Regions from separate parts of the Mus musculus genome. Here region 1 is linked to region 2. Evidence: chromatin contacts called from public promoter capture Hi-C data. All regions are on one chromosome and are shown on one strand. The core of a region is the stretch at or near the end of the contact, and the rest is flanking DNA. Distances in the headings are between cores, read along the strand shown. Region 1 overlaps Esr1 (estrogen receptor 1 (alpha)). Region 2 overlaps Mthfd1l (methylenetetrahydrofolate dehydrogenase (NADP+ dependent) 1-like).

Region 1 (2,700 bases), core at 195-2,694, 650 kb before region 2:
ATGGTTTTTGTAAAACAAACTTGGAGCTGTCCTAAGTATCGATGTGAGAAAGCAGAAAGATGAATCAAGGTTGGATTGATTGATCCTATTCTGATTCAGTTCTATGTGACAATCTCTGTGGCCAAGGACTGACTAACTAGCAGCATACGCCATGGGCTTCTCATAAACTAGCAATGTGCTTGGTGGGTTCAGCTCTGTGTCTCATCTCAATATCACAAACAATGAGCTGGGTTGCTCCAATTACAGAGTCATAACTTGAGACGCCAGGGATCTGACTAACTTGTTCAAGGTCTCTTGGCTGATAGATGGTAGAACCATCATTAAAATGCAGATCTGTCTCATTCGTGGGTCTTTGGGTTTTTCTTTAATTTTTTTTTCTTTTTAGAATACTGCCATGATTGGCTAAGAAGAAAGAACTCAATATTAACTCAGAACACTTAAGCATTAAATTATGCTTATAATAATAATGTAACAGCTAAATAAATCACTTTATCTTTGAAAAGCATTTCAGAATCAGCAATGTAATCATCTCCAGACCAATTCTGAACTCTGTCGTTGCCACCAAACAGGAAAGATAAACCACACGAAAGATTACATTTATCTGTGCGTCAGGACATGTATTTTTTTATTCTAGAAAAACCTCTTCAACATATTCTGTCACAAGTTCCAGATGGAAAGAAAAACTAGAAAGCAAATTTTTGAGGAAATTAAACAAAAACTTTAAGCCCTTTGAAAGAATAACTGTAGCCGTGTGTTTGTAAATAAATTTCCACTCAGATATTAAAATGAATACTTTCTGATTCACAGCCAGTGCAATGAGCCAAACCAAATGAAATAAAATTTGGCTGCCTCAGTGCACACATTCCTAAAAGTCCAGTGAGGACATTCAGTGGGCCCTGATTTGAACTATTTCACAACCACATCTGTACGTAGCAGCATGCACAAAAAGAAAAAAGAGAGAGAGAGAGAGAGAGAGAAAGAAAAAGAAAAAGAAATCCAGGATGCTTAATCATGCATCCCAAATTCTATTTTCACACGAGTTCTTTTTAATTAATTTTACCAGAAGCAACACCCACCTATAAATTGCATTTTGCTTTTATTTTTTAAATGAACCAGAAAGTATTACTAATATCCAATTATATTCCCCAAAGATGTTTTGAAAGAAGGAATTCTAGGAAAGACAACAGCCCTGGAAAGTCTCCTTTTCTTCATAAAAAGTGAAGTCAGAAGAAATTCTCTCTGTCCTTATAAGACCCCAATTGACTGAACATGTTGACGTGATACCTTTGGGTCCAGTCTCTGTAGCCCATCTGCAAAGCCACAGTTGTTTCAAGCACCTGGCACAGAATCAAGCCAACAGCTGCGACAAAGCATGATGGGATCAGTGACCACCACCTCACCACAGTACCCTGGAGACAATGAGTCGCTTTCAACAATGCATCTCCTAGCTCTACACACAAGGAAATGCTAGTGTGCAGTCCAGAATAGGACCTTCTGAAATGGCTCCTCCTGCTCCTATAATATCCAGCACAGGGTTTTGAACACCCTGAGAACATGGTGCCTTGCCCCAAGACCAGATTTTAGAAGGTCTGAAGGACTGGGTAGGGGGATGAACAAAGAAAAAGATGAGTGTTAGATAAGATTGAAACAAAGGAGGAGATGGTGTAACCATCGGGGTGACTAATTCAAAGGCAGGCAGCATTCCCCAAATGTCCTGGCCTTCCTTCTTTGTACTTTTTGCTTCCAGAAAGTTCTCCAAGCTTTCTTACCACATCAACTCCTTTAAAGATAAAACCCTGATGGCCAGAACTGGTAGAAAGAATTTCAAAGTATTCTCTTCCTGAGAGAGAAGGAAGAGAAAATGTTCTTGCAATCTAAGAGACAGGATAAAACCCAGAGACCCTGAGCAGGTTCTGCCACGTGGTCTGGTTCCACACAGTCAAAGATAAGCTTGTGCTCCAGCTCAGGGTCATTTTAATGCTTTAGGGAGAGAGGAAAAGATTGTTGGCTGAGATCAGATTAGTGCAGAGTATGGAGATATGGAGGTCCTTCAAACTGCTGGGACCCTTTAAAAAAAATGGATTCCTGATTTACTAAGTGCTAACTAAGAATTTCACCGATCTTTGAGAGTCTCGCCGAAATTCTATTGTAGGCACAACTCTGCATAGACATTCCAATGAAAAGGAAGGACAGGAAAGTCGGGCATTTAAGATTCCACAAATAGGGACTTCTTTAGCACATCTGTAGCAATGGTGCAGGCATTACTGATTTTCTTCACTTGACTGCGACCTCTTCAAAAATAAGGAGACCGGCTAATCTACTTTTTCAACCTCAACAATTGTGTCTGACTATTGGAGTAAATCAATTTGTCCATTTTTCTTTCTTTAACACTTAGCACAATAGCCTCAAGATTACCCCATGCTCTTGTGGATGGAAAAAAACCCCTCCTTTTTAATAAATAATACTTCAATTCTACAAGTAATTTCAAGAGAGTAAAGAAGAAAAAGAAATAACAGGTGTGGTCAACACGTGCAAAGTTTTTGTTCATCTTGTGGCCACTGGAGAGTTAAAGGATGCATAAAGAAACATGGGTTGATTGGCCTGTGAATTTCAGCCAGGGTGGTGTGCAGAGTCCTCAAGCCTAGAGACAATTTCTGTGAGGTATGTCGTGGTGGCCCAGAAGCCTGGTAAAGAGTAAAC
Region 2 (2,700 bases), core at 26-2,525:
GGGTTTTTTTTTGTTTTGTTTTTGTTTTTAAATATAACTAGATTTGGGCCATATGACTGTAGCTGCTTTAGAATAAAGCCAGCTAAAAATCCACAAGGTCGAGGTGGCTGAACTTGTATGAAGTAAACAGTGCATTCTATCCCTTTGCCCTGGGACCCGCTTTCCCCAGCCTCCCAGTCTGAATTCCTTGTCTTTCACCAAGACCGCCCCAAATTATGATTGATGTCAAAGCTGCAATAAAATGATACCATAGTTTCAGTTCTTTCCAAAAATTTAATGAAATCAGGAAAACTGGCGCAGGTCCACAGAGTCAGAATCAAAGCTGGAGACCGTGATCATTGCTTCAAAGACACGTAGATGAGTTCAAAGGAAACGCAGCTGCAGACAAGTATTGGTCCTGTCTTTATGGAGACCGATGACCCCTCCAGTGAATGGACCCTTGTTGACAATGCCAAGTGCGGGCAAAATGGTAATATTCTTGCCAACTTGTGAGAGTTTAAATTTCCTACCTTTTCTATACCGTCATGTTAAGCTGTCGTGGGATATGGGGTCAAATTAAAATGTTTACTCCACTTAATATCAAAAAGCTTAAGCAATTTCTACTAAGTTAGCTTTTGAGAAATGATTGGGCGATCTGCTCTGAACACTTAAGAGACTCTTCTGGGATTAGTGGGTGGAGACACAAAAAAGCCAAAAGAGTCCAGAAAAAGAGAGGGGAAGGGTTAGGGTGTGGGAGAGAGGAGGAAGGGGGGGAGGTCAGGGAGTGAGTAGGGAAGCATATGGTTGTTGTAATGAAACCGGCAGTTCAAGAGGGCGCTGACCCAAAGCTGCAACTCAGAGCCCTGAGGAAATGCCTCAGGATTCCAAAGATCTGCTAGCATTAGGAACCAGTTCCAAGAACAAAAAAAAAAGTGAAAAACAACACTGGAAGATCCTGAGGTGTTTCTACCTCCATCACCGATATGATCTTGGCTCAGGTTCCCTTAGCTGGGTCACCAGACAAAAGGCATCCTCCTCCTCAAACCACAATGGAGCTTTCTACTCCAGTGTGGTCCTGCAAGCGTGCCCGTTACTGTGCATAGAAGGACCACAATAAGCTTTCTTAACCAAACACGGGGGCTGCCATCGGATCTGTACTGTAGCTGTCATTTAGGTTATGCAGAAGTTTCCTCTGTGGCCAACGGCCCCAGTCAGGGCTGAGTTGTCTGGTTAATGTTGCGCGTCCCTTTCATGGTGTCATGCTCTAGAACAAGCTTACTAGGCACATGTGACTCTCAAGTCTTCCCACGTTTATAATGCCCCCGCAGTCCTCAGGCACACAAAAAGACAGCAAAACATGGGGTACGACGGAGTACATTGGCTGGTATCTCCACAGCTCTGGCAAGCAGGAAGGAGTGAATGGTGAATCCTAGATGGCAGGTTGCCATCCGGTTCCAGTGTGGGGTAAAGAATTAACCACACAGCAATGCCCTGCCACTGGATGGCTTGCAGACCATGAATCAATAAATAAATGAAAATACACATTTATATGTCACTATCTGCAATGCAAGCTTCTATGCCATCTATCCATCTACTAGTCTATCTATCCATCCACCCACCCACCCATCTGTCTGTCCTCTGTCCGTCCGTCCATCCATCCATCCATCCATCCATCCTACAGTGCTAAAGATTGAATTCAGGGCCTTGAATTACCCAGCAGGCATTGTACCACTTATTTTTTTTTATTGTTTTTTTTTCCTTTGAGATGAAATCTCAGGTATCCCAAGCCAGCCTCAATCTCACTATATGCCTCAGCAACCAGGTGCCCCTCCACTCCCATACCATGCACACACACACTCAATAAATAAATACATGTAAAATTACAAATTTAAGGCCTTTCCTTTGCCAGCACATTTCTGGGTACCACAGCTGATTCTTGTACGTGGGGGTGACCTGGAATACCTGATCCTCCAGCCCCTGCCTCCTGGGCACCCGGATCACACCGCTTGACACCACACCTCATTATTTCTTTCTGATGTTTTCAGACTTAAAATGTGGCATCTACTACCTATAAAAATGATAAAAAGTTGCTGAGTGTGGTGGTGCATGCCTTTAGTCTCACCTCTCGGTAGAGAGAGAGGCAGGCAGATCTCTCTGTTGAGTTTGAAGCCAGTATAGTCTACATAGAAAGTTAAAAAATAGTCAAAGCTAAAACAAAACAAAGCAAACAAACAAAAACAAGGGGGGAGGGAGGGAGAGGAGGGAAAAGGGGGAGTGGAAAGTATAAATGTTTAAATGTGGTTGGTTCTAGTGATGCCATCACTGTTAAGTTGTCCATGTTCCAATAAATAACTCCCTAATAACGTTCACACAAGCAACCCGAATTAAGCTGAGTAAAACTCATGTACCAGCGCACGCTCGGGCACACCCTTCCTACACGCGCATGCACGCACACCCACACACTAAAACAAACAGAAAGCAGGCAGGAAGACAGCAGGGGGATCTGAGGGGATCTGAAGGCAATAAGGGGCTTGGTGGAGATGGCCGATGGATGAGAGACAGTGCTGGGGAGTGAGCGCGAACAAAGGACATTGCATACATGTATAAAGTTGTCAGCTACACAGACTTAAACATGGCGGAATGGCATATGGTCTTTTTAACTGGCCAAACTAGTAGAATTTGCTTTCCTAGTTTTAACACTAAAATGGAGTGCACTGATCT

What was found. Promoter capture Hi-C pulls out the DNA fragments that hold promoters and counts their contacts.
Region 1: a contact with region 2 is called in a promoter capture Hi-C map of pre-B cells, with 2.5 times the contacts expected there. The contact joins two enhancer-like sites. A contact is called at or near these places in 1 of 39 promoter capture datasets (pre-B cells) and 1 of 484 Hi-C or Micro-C datasets (pre-B cells).

Annotation. Positions count from the first base shown.
Region 1 is chr10:4,774,400-4,777,099 of GRCm38.p6, reverse strand. The region is part of intron 3 of Esr1 (estrogen receptor 1 (alpha)); the gene reads right to left. Among named protein-coding and RNA genes, the nearest start is that of Esr1, 66 kb to the right of the region's middle. Within about 2 kb of position 1,444, at least 51 of the 459 cell types and tissues checked have an H3K27ac peak or open chromatin away from gene starts, as enhancers often do. A contact at or near this core is called in pre-B cells, where this site is marked.
Region 2 is chr10:4,127,191-4,129,890 of GRCm38.p6, reverse strand. All of the region lies in intron 26 of Mthfd1l (methylenetetrahydrofolate dehydrogenase (NADP+ dependent) 1-like), which reads right to left. Among named protein-coding and RNA genes, the nearest start is that of Gm25515, 24 kb to the right of the region's middle. Within about 2 kb of position 1,275, at least 42 of the 459 cell types and tissues checked have an H3K27ac peak or open chromatin away from gene starts, as enhancers often do. A contact at or near this core is called in pre-B cells, where this site is marked.